Regions from separate parts of the Oryctolagus cuniculus genome. Here region 1 is linked to region 2. A link is a contact called in public Hi-C data. All regions are on one chromosome and are shown on one strand. Each heading gives the region's core, a stretch centred on a gene start, on an enhancer-like site or on the middle of the called end of the contact. The rest is flanking DNA. Distances are from core to core; before and after follow the strand shown.

The links. Hi-C and Micro-C count contacts between places; a contact is called where the count stands out from the background.
Region 1: a Hi-C map of psoas muscle shows a contact between it and region 2, with 2.1 times the contacts expected there. The contact joins the enhancer-like site here to the promoter of COL14A1 in region 2. A contact is called at or near these places in 3 of 6 Hi-C or Micro-C datasets (ear pinna, psoas muscle and an unstated tissue).

Annotation. Positions count from the first base shown.
Region 1 is chr6:146,093,620-146,100,691 of mOryCun1.1, forward strand. COL14A1 (collagen type XIV alpha 1 chain) reads left to right here. Exons shown (of 48, transcript XM_070075442.1): 43 at 1-19; 44 at 989-1,055; 45 at 4,502-4,690. Among named protein-coding and RNA genes, the nearest start is that of MRPL13, 93 kb to the right of the region's middle. Within about 2 kb of position 3,347, at least 1 of the 8 cell types and tissues checked has an H3K27ac peak or open chromatin away from gene starts, as enhancers often do.
Region 2 is chr6:145,861,632-145,868,134 of mOryCun1.1, forward strand. COL14A1 (collagen type XIV alpha 1 chain) reads left to right here and starts at 2,268. Exons shown (of 48, transcript XM_070075442.1): 1 at 2,268-3,661.

The DNA of each region.
Region 1 (7,072 bases), core at 2,097-4,596, 230 kb after region 2:
GGGAGAGCGAGGAGAGCGCGTAAGTATTCTGTGGCTCTGCTCAAAGGCTGCAGCTGGCTGCACACTGTCTAGTGCATGAGCCTGTTGAAGGATGACTATTTACTACAGTGGTTATTCATTGCTGTGATGCCATTTCCTTGTCTTCCCTCCACCTTATTCGACTGGGAACACATTTTTCAGTGGAAAAAGCCCTAAGTTGAAGTCAGGAGAGCGAGTTTCTATTACTTTGCTGCCATCCACCTTGATAACCTGGGAATGCGTCTTAAGCACAAAAAGAGGAGAATCAAACTCATTTAACTCACAAAGTGAATTTCAGAAGGGAATTGTATGGAAGCAAAAGGGCTATAGAAAGCTTAAAGCTCTTTACAAATGCTAAGTAATAGGATGGGAGTCCTGCTTTTCCTGATAGCCCCGTATTGGCACCCAAGCAAACAATGACAGGAATAGAATTAAAGAACTGACCTCCAAATTTAAATCAGTTAATCTCTCCTTTAAGAAGTGGTGCAGCTGCTAATACAATTGGGCTATTGGCTATAATAGAAACAGCAGTGGCTCTAGGCTCATCCATTTACCTCTGTGAAAACTTGGGCAATGTACTTAACACTATTCTGCTATAAAATGGGTTTAACATCTTTCCTCTGAGTTATTATTAGTATTAAATGAGTCACTGCTTGAGAAAGTGCTATATTTTATAAGCTCTAAAGAGTGTAAATGAGGCATTAAATATATATGATTTGTTTCAAAACTATTAAATCTTTAGAATCTGGGATAGAAATACTTGCACCTTTTCGTTTGAATAAGACTCTTGAGAATCTGGAGCCATGAATGTCACATTGCCCTCTCCTCTGTGTGCAGCATCCTATGTTCTGTTAGGAGCCGAAGAGCCCAGATGGCATTAGTGGGTCCAAGTCAGAGCCACATCCTGGAAGTCCTGGTGTGTGGCAAGGCCTGTGCCGGAGAGTCAGGACTGTGCTTTTTTCTCATCCAGGGTGACCTGCAGTCCCAAGCCATGGTGAGAGCAGTGGCACGTCAAGTATGTGAACAGCTCATCCAGAGTAAGTACACTGTGGTTGTGCAGGTTGGTTCACCTTACTTCTCCCTATGGGCCTTTCTCATGAGCATAAAGACTTAGGGGAATATCTCTGAAGCTTTGTCTTGGTGCAGACATGTAAGCTTTATGATGAGCCCCTGCTGATCCATCTAAGAGATCATTACAGATTACCCTAGAGCTCGCCATCAAAGCTACAGAAGCTTAACTTCACATAAGAACTATCAGTTTGCCATGTAGATTTAACGTGATGGCCCAGGCCACATCTTCTATCCCTTTGTCTTTCTCCAAATGGAGAGAATTTTGTATTTTTCTCAAGTGATGAGCACTTGAATGTTGACAGACTACATCTTCAGAAGCTACCTTCAAAAAAAAAAAAAATGATTTGCAGTATTGATTTCAGTTAACTTGCAAGACTTATTTTAAAAAATAGACCTACAGTTGTATTTTTAAAAATTTAAGAGAAATGAAGATGCAGACAGAATTCCTATCTGCTAACTCAGCTGCAAATGGCTAAAATGGCTTGGGGGCCAGAAGCCAGGAGCTGGAAACCCAGTGCAGGTCTTCCATGTGGGTGGTAGAACCTAATCATCCAAGCCATTACTGCTGCCCCCCAGCATTGGTAGAAAGCTGAAATGAAGAGCCAGAGCTAGGACATAAACCCAGGTACTCATATGTGAGATTCAAGCATCCCCACTAGTGGCTTAACAGCTAGGCCAAATGGCTACACAGACTCATAGTATGTAAGTCAATATTTCCTTATTATTAAAATCCATTTTACATCTGTCATCTTCTGTTCAGCCTAAGGTCCTTACCTTAATCTTTAGATTTGATGCCAAAATACACACATTTTCACACACACTGAGACAGGTTTGTTGTGACATCTGATAAGACTTATGACACTTGGGCTTCATGCCAAAAATTACATTGAAACACACCTGATAACTGTCCCTTTTCTTATTAAACTTGAACTTTTCAACAACATTGTGTTTCAATGACAGATTCCTGCTCATCCATTTACTAACCCTCCCATTTTGCATATTTTCTGCTTATTCATGGAATATATATTTTGTCTCAATCTAATCAGAAATTCCCTAGTGTGTATTCTTCTCTTTTAAATAATTTATTCAGTATGAGGAAGATCTGCAGCCAAATAGAGATGAACTATTCTTCTCAAACCCACCCAACTCTAGCCTGACTCCTGCCCGCGACCTCCCAGGAGATCAGGGCTGACATTACCTGAGTAGCTACCTTGTTCACTTTAGGATTATATTTATTTTAACACAAGAAAAGTTGAGTGTTAGGTCAGGGGAGCCCTGTAGGGCTGGGTCTAGATTACCATCCAGAGTTCTGCAGTAAATCCAGATGTCACCCTGGGGAAGCCATGAAGTGAGGAAATGCAGGGACTTCACAAAATTTTCATTAAGGTAAAAATATCAGGGAAAACCAAATACAAACCTACTGTCTTCTCACAACTGTAGTAATGCTCCCTTTAGTTTAATTTTATGTTATACATGTTGTCCAAACTGGCTGTAAGTGTTTGAGAGAATTTGTCATTAAATTAAAATATTTAATACTAAAATGAGATCTTTAAAAATATAATTTATAAAAGGGAAATTGAACATTAGTCATTTTTGTAGTATAATGCATCCAAATTTGGCCCATATTGGATTATTTGGCCGGTTTCTCATTTCAAGCGTACTGTGTAAATAAATGGACTGTTATTTTAGGAAAAATGAGGGATACATTTTATGACTCATAGACCACAATGAGAAGAAAGCATCATGATATTTTCTTGTTCTACTATAGAATAAAAATGTGTATGAATATATGATTATTTAAAACCTGCCCTAAAAACTGAGGGCTCAAAATTGTGTTTTGCCCCTTGGGAATTCTCAGATTCTTGTAAATGACTTCTAGAAGGTGGGGTCTGGAAGTTGGACAGGAAAGTTCAATTAAGTTGTTAGAATAGGAAGGCCCTGCCTGTCAGTTCAGATCTAAGGGAAGGAAATGGAAGAGACTCTGTCCAGCCCAACCTTGTTCCCAAATGCAGAATTGATTTTCTCTGCTTTTTATTTTATTCCTTGGGCTCTCACTGAGAACCTGATTTACTGGTTAGCCTATGATTTTTGTTTTTACAAGCTCAGTCATCTGGTTTTCAGTTCTCGGTAGATAAGAAAGATTACATGAAAAAGGGTTAGATGGGAAACTGTGCAAGGCCAAAGTGATGACAGTCTGGAGAATGGTAAAGGATTACCCCCGTGTCCAGGGAGAAGTGAAAGACGCAGATGCAGAAAGCAACAGACATGGCTGCTGATGGCCCTCAAGACATCAGGGAGACCCTTGTGACATCACAGTCCAGTGCTTAAGAAGGCAGTGAATTAGAAATGATTCCTCAAAAGATGGCTGCTGTTTTTCTTTAAAGATATTTAAGTTTATTTAAGAGGCAGAGAGAGCGAGGGAAACTCATTTGCTGGTTCATTTCCCAACTGACTGTGACAACTGAGCCAGTGCCAAAGTGAGGAGCTGGGAACTCAGTCTTGGGCTCCCATGTGAGTGGCAGCGATAAAATCACTTAAGCCATCAGTGCTGCCTCTGAGGGTCTGTATTAGCAGGAATCTGGAATCAGGAGCCAGAGCCAAGAATCAAACCCAGGCACACTGATAATGTGGATTGCAGACATCTTGATTGGCATTTTAATTGCTAGGCTGAATTCCCAAGCTTATTTTTCATTTAAATATTTGCAAAGGGAGAAATAAAAAGCACCTAGAAAATTCACTTACTTGGGAAAAAAAATCTCCTGATGATGATGCTGGAAGAATGAGGCACCATAGTATCAAATACTTTATAAATATGTATTTCCAGTTGTTAAAAACTATATTCTTCCAGGCATAATTGAGTTAAGAGGCAATGGGGTTGAGAGCCAGATTTATTTTTTAGAAAAACTGATGGACGTTTCTACAGCTGGGACCCAAGTAAATGTTCCTGAAAGAAAAGCTTGGCAGCGAAGAGAGGAGTTGAGACACAGCGCTTGTCTGGGGATTTGTGAGCAAGAGGGTGGAGCAGGCTTTATGGGTTGGAAAAAAGACAGTTTGGGGGAAATTTCTAGAGAAAAAGGCAGCTGGGTAAGGGTTCAGGGGTCAGATAAATGTTGGGGGTGAAAATAAAATTTATGACTTCTGCTCAGTGGTGTTTATTGAGATGCTGACGTGAACTGTAGAATTCCAAATACATGAGATGTGCCTTGAGTACAATCCAGCCACTACTGTCGTCCAAAGTAAAACGTAAAAAATGTTAAGTTGGAAATCGACCTATTTCAGAGAGGTGTGTTGTTTCTCTCTTGGTGGGTGTCTAATGAAATTGTTCAAAGCCTTAACAAATAAACAAATAACTCCCCCCAGACCCCTCTGCGGGCCAGTTCATTGAATGCACCCTTTATGCTTCCTGCCTCAGGTCACATGGCCAGATACACAGCCATCCTCAACCAGATTCCCAGCCATTCCTCATCCATCCGGACCATCCAAGGCCCTCCTGGGGAGCCTGGGAGGCCAGGTTCACCTGGAACGCCTGGAGAACAAGGACCCCCAGGCTCACCAGGCTTTCCGGGAAGTGCAGGCGTGCCAGGGACCCCAGGAGAACGAGGTAAGCTAGACCACTCCTCCAGTAGAGTTGTTTGAGATGGGTGCATTGAAACATGGCACAACAGTGATGCTTCCCCTTCTCCATCTGCAATTCAATATCTTACTTATTCCCAAGATGAAGAAAAGAACAGTGTGCAACATGTTTATCCAGAGCCATATCTGTTTATAGAACAGTAGACTCAAAACCCCAACACAACTCCAAGAGGCTGTTGAGCTAACAGAAGGAAGATATTCCCTCCAGACAGACCAATTCAGATAAGCTGCCTCTTCCAGGTTGAAGAATTAGGAGATGATGCCTCCCTTGGGGAAAACGTGATATCACACATGAGTCACAACAGCAGACTTCATTTAGTATGCATATGTAGTGCTTCTTTTGTGCAGTGCCCACACTGGGCAACACTCCGTGGCATTTCTGGGAAGAGTCACAAGTTATGTGGACACAGGTTCACATATCCCTCTGTAGATGGTGTCAGCTCCAAACTTCAAGTTCAAGTACTGTTTGTGGCTCACTGTTCTGTACTATGAGTTGATAGCATAAGAGTTTCATGGGCCAGTGTTTTGTCTTTGCCATGAAACTTTCATTAAAATTAAGATCCTACTTTGCCTTATTTTCTACTATCTACAGGTCTTAGAAGTAATCCAATGGTAAGACTCACTTGGTTGAATTTCGTCAAGTTTCTATAACGATCAGCATCTCCCAATCCAGAAGCAGATAAAACAGATATGTGAAATGGGGTTCCACAATAGCCCTGAGGACAGTGATGGGAAAAGGGACAACTGATAAAAGTACTTTCTAAAAACAGTTTCTAGAATAATGTGTGGTATAGCTAACTGTTGCCTATTTACCTGTGAGTCATGTTACTTTTGTGAGATGAATAGCATATAAATATGAAGTGTACATTACAAAAATATTTCACATTTGTTCTTGATCCACGTCGATCAGCCTTGTAAGTGTCTACCTCTGTACTTTTATATATATTCTTTTCCCCTTTGGAAATGTCCCTTCCTTTGTCTATTGTGGACATTACTCTTAGCTCAACCTTCAGCTAACACCTACCTCATGCATGAAGCTTTTGTTGGTCGGCCTAGACCACAGACACCGCCACCCCTGAACATCTACAGTACTTGCTGGCCATTCTTCTCATTTCGGGGTTCATCAGATGTTAGTGAGCAGCTAGATCACCTCTGATTGCTTTGTATGATGTCTAATAGGTACTCACTAACTCATTGTTGCTTTGATTGTGATCCAGTTCTGATTTTCCTTTCAGGATTTTCCTATGTTAGGGCACAGAATCAGCAGACATAGAGAAAGACATAATGTTTCCATAACACACCAAGACCTGGCAGCCTGGAAGGTGGCTGCCTCTGTCAGCAGGGCGCTCTGTGATCATGCTAGTGATGGAGAAATTGTGACTCAGGGAGCACAGAGCCAGCACCTGAGTCACTCCCAGCAAGTCATAAGTTCTTTGTTCTCTTTGGACGTCTCAGCCCTCTTTTTGCCAGACCAAGTCTTTCCTGTTCTGAGACCATGTGAACGATTAGGCCAGAGAAAATCACCCGGGAGTTCTCAAACGGTGGCCCAGGCAACCAATGGAAACATGAATTTCCATGATGTAATTTTCTTTTAAAGATATGGATGTTCTTTGACAGTACAATAGACACATCAACATCTACATTTCATAAATATGGTAATTCAAAAAGCTCATGGGGAAATGGAATTAAGATGTTTATTTTGTTACAAAACCATTTATAAATGTGTGCATAGTTTTTTTTGTGATAGTCATTTTACACAAGGTTTCTGAAGAGCCTTCATGCAGAGAGGATGAAAGTCAAAGTGACAAGTGTCCTGTAGGCACAAGGAAGTGTATTTTCAGTGATCACTGACTGAGTGGTGAGGTGTTGGGACTCCTAGGCTGGGTTTTATAGGCCAGCATCCATTCCTTGTCCTAAGGTGGGTGGGGATTTTATTTTATTTTTTTTTTTTTAGCTTTATGGGCTAAATTCCCCAGGACAGATTAAGAGGGGGAAAAATGTCTGCGCCTTTCCTTTAAGCAAGAACATTAAATGTTTTTTTTTAAATTATGTCTTTAAAAGCAGAGAGAGAGAAGAAAGCGAGCTTCCATCTGGTGGTTCACTCCCCAATTGGCCACAGCAGGCAGGACAAGACCAGCCTGAAACTAGGAGCCTGGAACTTCATCCAGGTCTCCCACGTAGGTGGGAGGGGCCTTTTGCTGCTTTCCCAGATGCATCACCAGAAAATTGGATCAGAAGTAGAACAGTCAGGACTTGAACCAGCACTCATATGGGGTGCTGGCATTGCAGGCGGCATCTTAACCCACTGTGCCATGATGCCAGCCCCCACAATATTAGACTTCGGAACCTG
Region 2 (6,503 bases), core at 1,018-3,517:
ACTTGAGCAGTGATCTAGAGGCCATCAACTGATTCAACTTTTCAGTCATTGGATCAAAGAGAGTTGGAGTTGTAGGTCCAGGAAGGTGATGGGGGAGAAGGCATTCAGGACTTTGGGACAGCAGCAATTCACCAACTGGTACGGGAGCATTTCATGATTCTCAGTCAGTGCAAGCTGTACTGGTGTGTTCCTGCTGGATGTGAGATGTGTCTGGGGGTAAGAAGTAATGGTTCAGATAGCCTTATTAGGACGAACTTGAGTAAAAAATTGGGAAAACACTTTTTTCCCCCTGCTCTTGTGTCCCAGCCTTTAATACATTTCAGGGAGAGCATCTGGTTGGCTTAGTTTAGAGCTTTTGTCTACACTTGGCTAGGTGGAAGCAGGGCATCCTAAGTAACAGCCTACTCTCCCCAGCAACTACATCCAGTGAAGTGGAGGTGACCTCCTAAAGGAATTCAGGGCTTTGTATCTTTAGGGTGAAAAACAAAGTACTCAACAGCCAGTCTGACAGGGACACTGGTCAATCAGAAGGCACATGGACCCTTGGGTCCTGGAGGGACGAACATGGGAGCAGGAAGTGGGGACTTGGGCTGGGGTTAATGTTCATATGTAAGTCATATTATCAGCTGATGCTTACCTACCAGACACCAGGCTTGGGGGCACAGACAGGGATTACAACAGGTTATTAAAGAGCAAATAACTCTCATCTGGAAATGCTTTGCTATTCATGCAGGAGGTGTGCTGGTATTATTTTCATAATATTACTGACTTTATCATGACTAGGAGAAGGGGTAGTTCTACTGGAATTTGGTTGATGGGGCCGGGGATGATAAATATTTTACAAAGTCATGATATCCTGCCCCAAATGCCAGTAGCACCTCTGTTGAGAAACAGGGGAGAATCTTCCAGCAGGATTGCTGAAGACAGCACTGTCATGGGCAATGGACTTAAGGGGGGTGATCCCAGTGTGGATAATAAAGCTGTCATTTTCTTCTTCTAGTGTAGATAATATAGCTGTTATTTCTTAATTCTTTATAATTTTCTTCTTCTCTGAGGAGTTAGGCTCAGAGAAGCTAAATCATTGAAGTGAAAAAAACAAGGGGCAGCAAAGCCCTTCAATTCAGGTTTTCAGGTTTACCCCGAAGTCTTCCTGCAAGGTTCCAGGGCACGGAGAAGAAAGGGGCAATAGTGTGTGTGTGTGTGTGTGTGTGTGTGTTCCTTAGAGAGGAGGAGGTTTATAATCACACCACAAACTCTTGATGACACTCTGGGGGAGAGTTGTAGAGCTTCAAGATCCATCCCAGTGGGAAGCTGGAATTTTTGTTATCTTTGAAAAGGCACCACATAAGCTTATGCAATTTTTCCTAGACTGAGGATGGAGACCCTTGGCGGGTGCCGTCTTCTGGTCTTTTCTATGGTTCAGTTCTCTGTACTCTACCAGATGCTAGGGTTCACCCTAAGATAACAGTTGAAAGGTCTGGAAATTCACATCCAACTGTGACTCAGTGGGAAATTGATTGCAACTAGCTATTCTTATTCAGCATTAATTGAAGCCTATTTATAAAGTGAAAGGGGAGAAGTCAAACGTTAAAAACGATGAGTACAAGTTAGAAAATTTAAAAATAGCATTTAATACGATTAGTACACCAATACACATCATCATACAATATTTTTCAAATATGCATGTCTACTTGTATCTGGATTTTTTTGTATACGTTTTACATTGTAAAATCATCCGGGAATCTCCCAGTCCCAGTTTTCTCTAATGAATAAAAGGTATTCCTGGAAGTTTTACCTAAAAGTTTGTGTTAACATGCAGCTATTTCCCTCAAGGGAATTAAAAGAAAGGCTTATATTGGTCATTTGCATCTTGGTAGAAATGAACATAAGAAAAAAGTTTTATTAGTGAAAACTGGGAACAGAATATGAGGATAAAAATCACCTGTTCGAGGGCAGAGGAAGAGATAATAAAATGGTAGTTATCTCCGGGAATAAACGATAGGAATTCAGCTCCGTGCGCGTCAAGTCTAGGGCGAGGGGCCCTTTCCAGTTCCCGCCCCATCCGAACACCAGGTGGCGCTCTCACTCTGGCCGCTCTGCGAGGGAGCCCTCGCTCGGGGAATCCGTCTCCCAGAAAGCTGCGCTGCGCCTGCAGTGAAGTGCGGAGGCGGAGTGGCGCCTGGCTGCAGCTGCACACTGCGCCCGAGCCGAGGCCAACTCCTGCCAAGACCACTGGGCGGTGGCGGGGTCTGGAGCTGGCCTTCTCCGCTCCAACCGCAGGACCTGGGGGGCAAAGTGCGCAGGGCATGGGCAGGGCCGCGAATAGCACGCAAACGCACGGAACGCAGAGGCGGCGGCTCTCAACAGCCAGGTCGTGGGAAGGCCCACCCTGAAATGGATCCCAAAGTGGCTGTGGCCCCTTCCTGCATGCTTGGCGGTGCAGGGCGGAGGCAGGGCCGGAGCTTCTAAGACAGCCCTTGCCCTTGCTCTTCTGCACATCCTCAGCCTCTGTCCGTGGTGGGATAGCTTCTTTTGAAGGCGAGAAATGACTTTTCTCATAAAAAAATAGGGTCTTGCTAGATTCCTAGTTTCTATGCGCCCTCCCCGTCACCTTTGAACACACCTAACAAGCCAGGTGGTGAAAAATAGAGCGGGCGAGGGGGTGGATTCTACACGGTTCTAGAAGGGGTGTAAAAACGGATGCGGATTTAAGAGGTCAGAGTGGGGAGAGCGTCTCAGGGCAGAGACCTGAAAAGGGTGGCCTGCGTGGATCAACCCACTGCGGTGTTTAATAAACGCAGGTCCCCGGCCTCAGCCTAGCCCTGCAGCCCGCCTGAATCTCTGCAGGCGGGGACCCTGCAGGTGCGAAGTCCAACCGCAGGAATCCGCTTGCCTTGGTGATTTTCTAACCAACGAAAATGTCCACTTCGACACGCCTGCACTCTGCAGTTTGAGCATCGCTGCTTTGGCGTTTATAGCCCTGTTCTGAGGGCTATGAGGGGGTAAAGGCGGCAGGGGGGCGGATGGAAAAGACCCAAGAGAGTCTTTACGGTGGATCGGGTCCCGTCCGCCTCACCCACAATCCCGGAGCACGGGGTCTCCCACGCGGTAAGGCAGCACGGGTCTTTGAGGATGAGGAGGTAGGCACCGAGCACACGAAGCCAGGAGAGCGCGAGACCCCGGGGCCTCCAGAACGGCTGGTACAGGAGCGGCCAGCCCCTGGCGCACTGCACCGGCTGCAGCCAGGTCTCGGGTGGGAGCGCGTGGGGAAGGCGCGGGGCGGACTCCTCCGCATCGCCTGTGGGGCGGGGATGGGGGAGAGGAGGAGGGGAAAAGCGGAGTCGAGGCGGGTTGGGGGGGTGAGGTTAGGGCCCTAGGCCTGCCTCCCCCCTCTCCCTCCCGCCCTCCTGGCCACCTTCCGCCCTATAATTGGCCGCCCGCGGGCCTGCCTTCCCTCTTATCTGATCCTGGGCGCTCAGGGAGAGCGAAGCGCGGGAGAGGCTGGGGGTGGGAGAGGGAGAAGGAGGGAGAGACTAAAAGGGCGCTTGGAGGGAAGCGCGCGAGGGTGGTGCGCTTCTGAGAACCAGCTCGCGGCAGAACGCGCAGCTTCCCCAAGCGTGGAGAGACCCCCAAGCTGAACTGGGGGCATCGCACTGAACAGGTAGGTCCGTCTTTCTCTGCACCTCTGCGTTTCAGCTTCGAAGAGTGTTCCTGAGGTAGGAAAAGTGGAGAGCGAGCCACCTGCAAACGCCTCGCAATTACTCGCACCTTCTCTACACGTGCGCGCCCCGGAGGGACTGGAGACCTGGGCCGGGGGACAGGGGAGATGGGGCGGGGCACCCTGACGCCCCGCTGCGTGACGTGAGTGCGGAGATACCTTTTGCAGTTATCCGGGCGCTTTCCACGCGCTTGAGAGCTTGCGTGAGGCGGCAAGAAGCTGGGTTTGGTTGGAGGTGCTGTGGCGGCTCGGCTCCAACTCTACAATTTAGAATGGGGCTTAGTAAAGGCGATAGTCTGGTGGGAAAGAGGCTCAGAAATTTGTCTTAAGGGAACGGCTGACTGTTCGTAGACAGCAGAGTTTCTATTTAAGTTGTATTTGGAGAGCTTGGCAGAACAGCCCGTTGAGATCATGAGGGAAGAACTCGGCCGCGCGCTGACCTGCAGTGGACTTGGGTAGTTTAGGGACGGGAGCTGGCCGCTGAGGGGAGCCGCCGGGCAGAGCGCGTTGACGGAGAGTGCTGAAGTTAGGCGCTCTTTTCCGCGTCTCTGCGCTGGGAAATCCCGAAGCTTAGCGCCTTTTGCTTGGCGTCTGAAGCCAGGAGGCTTTGAGATGCTCCTCCAGGCTTGGATGTTGGAGGATCTCTCTACCTCTACTCCTATCGCTCAACCCCTCTGGAGCGCTCCCTGCTTCTAGCCCTGGCGTGCGCGGCGCCAGGGCTGGGCGGAGAAGCGTCCCTCAGAGTTGGCTTTGGGCTCCCAGTGCGCAAAGGCGCAGCGTGGTTAGGGTCCGGCAAGCACAAGCCTCGTGGGGCCAGGACGGAGAGGCTGCCCGCAGGTGCGTGACCATAGACGTCTGGCTCCTGGAGCTGGGCTCTGAGTCCTCTGTGGGCAGCACGCCCTGTCGATTAGCTCAGGTTTGCGCTATGAGGTCCAGGAGGGCTTTGTACTGCTCCAGGGAAGCTTGCGTGCAGTTTTCACAGGGGCCTGGGTTTCCCGCCGGAAGGTTAATTCTGTCTACTGAGAGGTCTATTGCTTCTCGAAGTTTCGTACTCCCCTCCGGAGGCTTTGGAGAGTCCACTGCTGGCAGAGGTTGGAGGAGTGGGGGTGGGGGTGGGGGTGGCCAGGACTAAGAGAAATAAGGCAGTAAGGCTTGGGTAGCTCTGTGGAACTTCTGCAGAAGTGAAAAAACTATTTTCTTGGTAAGAGCTGGGCCCCTCATCTAGAGGGTCAGAGACAGCAGCCTCGCTTGCAGCGCCCTACTCCATCAGCGACAGACTTCCTCTGGGTGCCATGAGGAGGCCTGTTCTGTTTCTGAGAAGGTGGCCCCGTTTTGCACACACAGAACTCACTGGGGAATTTAGAATGAATAGACAAGTGAATGAATGAATGAATGAATGGCGTTCGGATTTTTGGTTGTTCAGAAGCACAACTTGGATCATCTCAACCTGGAATCAAGGATTTGGTCCATTGTAAGATAGACTTCAGAACAGTTTTTTTTTTTTTTTTTAAAAACAGATCTGTTGAGATATAATTCACAGACCATATACTTTACCCATGAAAAGTGTACAATTCCATGGTTTATAGTATATGCACCAAGTTTTAGCACCCCCCAAAAAACGTCAAATTTCAGTAACTCCCCTTCTGCCCCTAACTTGCCACCCATGCTTGGTGGGCATGACTTCTCTGGGCAGTTGATAGAAATGGAAGTGTACACCGCCTGGTCCTTTGTGACTGGTTCTTTGATCAAGGGAAACACATTCGAGGTTCACCCGTGATGCACACGACCCCTTTTTGCTCTTTCAGCCAGCACTGAACTGCTGCTTGAGGAGCCTTGAACCAGAATGAACCTCAACCTCCAGGGCAGCCCTGGCCTCCTGCAGGTCCCTGTGAGGAGACAGGAACCACACGAGGGAGGCCTCCTAGCAATGTCCAGGGCTGGATTCCTTGGAACCCATCGGCATTCCTGGAGCAGTTTTGGATGGGTTCCAGGCTTCAGAATTCATGGGAGGAGCTTTTTGGCCCTTATCCTCTGCTAACTGTCCAGCACAGGATTTCACAGAGCACTCGAAGGGCCTTCCAGGCTTGCCTTAGAATCTGCTGGGGCTGTTCATGAGAATGGCTGAGAAACGGCTATGATCAGGGTCACTAAAGGCAAGCCCCCCACCCCCTGTCCACCAAAAGCTCTCATTGGATCTTACATATTTCATTGAGTAAAACATGATCTTGTGCCTGTGTTCAGTGGACAGTCTCTGCAGTGGTGTGCCTCCAGGCCCCACTGTTAGTCACTTTGATCCAAACTCAGCTAAATGCATGCTGTTTTCCTGGCTTGTCAAGAACAACCTACGGTTCCATTAGAGGACAATTTCTGAATGCTGCAGGCTGGGGGCAGTGTTGTTGGGGCACCACTGAGCTAACAAATTATCTGGGATTATGATTTGATGAGAACGAAGTCAGTAATAAAGGAGATCTTAGAGGCCCCTTGTGGAAACCTGCAGGGGGCGGAGTCAGGGGAAAGAAATGTTGAAAGAATGTGACAAAAGTAAGCTGGGCAGATTTGCTCCCAGATGGTGCTAGATGACAGAGGGAAAACCATTCTCTACTGCTTCTATAAGTAAATACAAAATGGCAGAGATCCAGTTAGTCTTCAAAATACACCAAGCTGTTAGTGTAAGCTGAACTGCTGCGGTGGAGTTTGGGAGTGGGGGGAGTGTGAGTTGGGAGTATCGACGTATTTTCTGTCTTCTAATTGGGTATCTGTGCTTTGCTCCTTCAGAAACATGCTA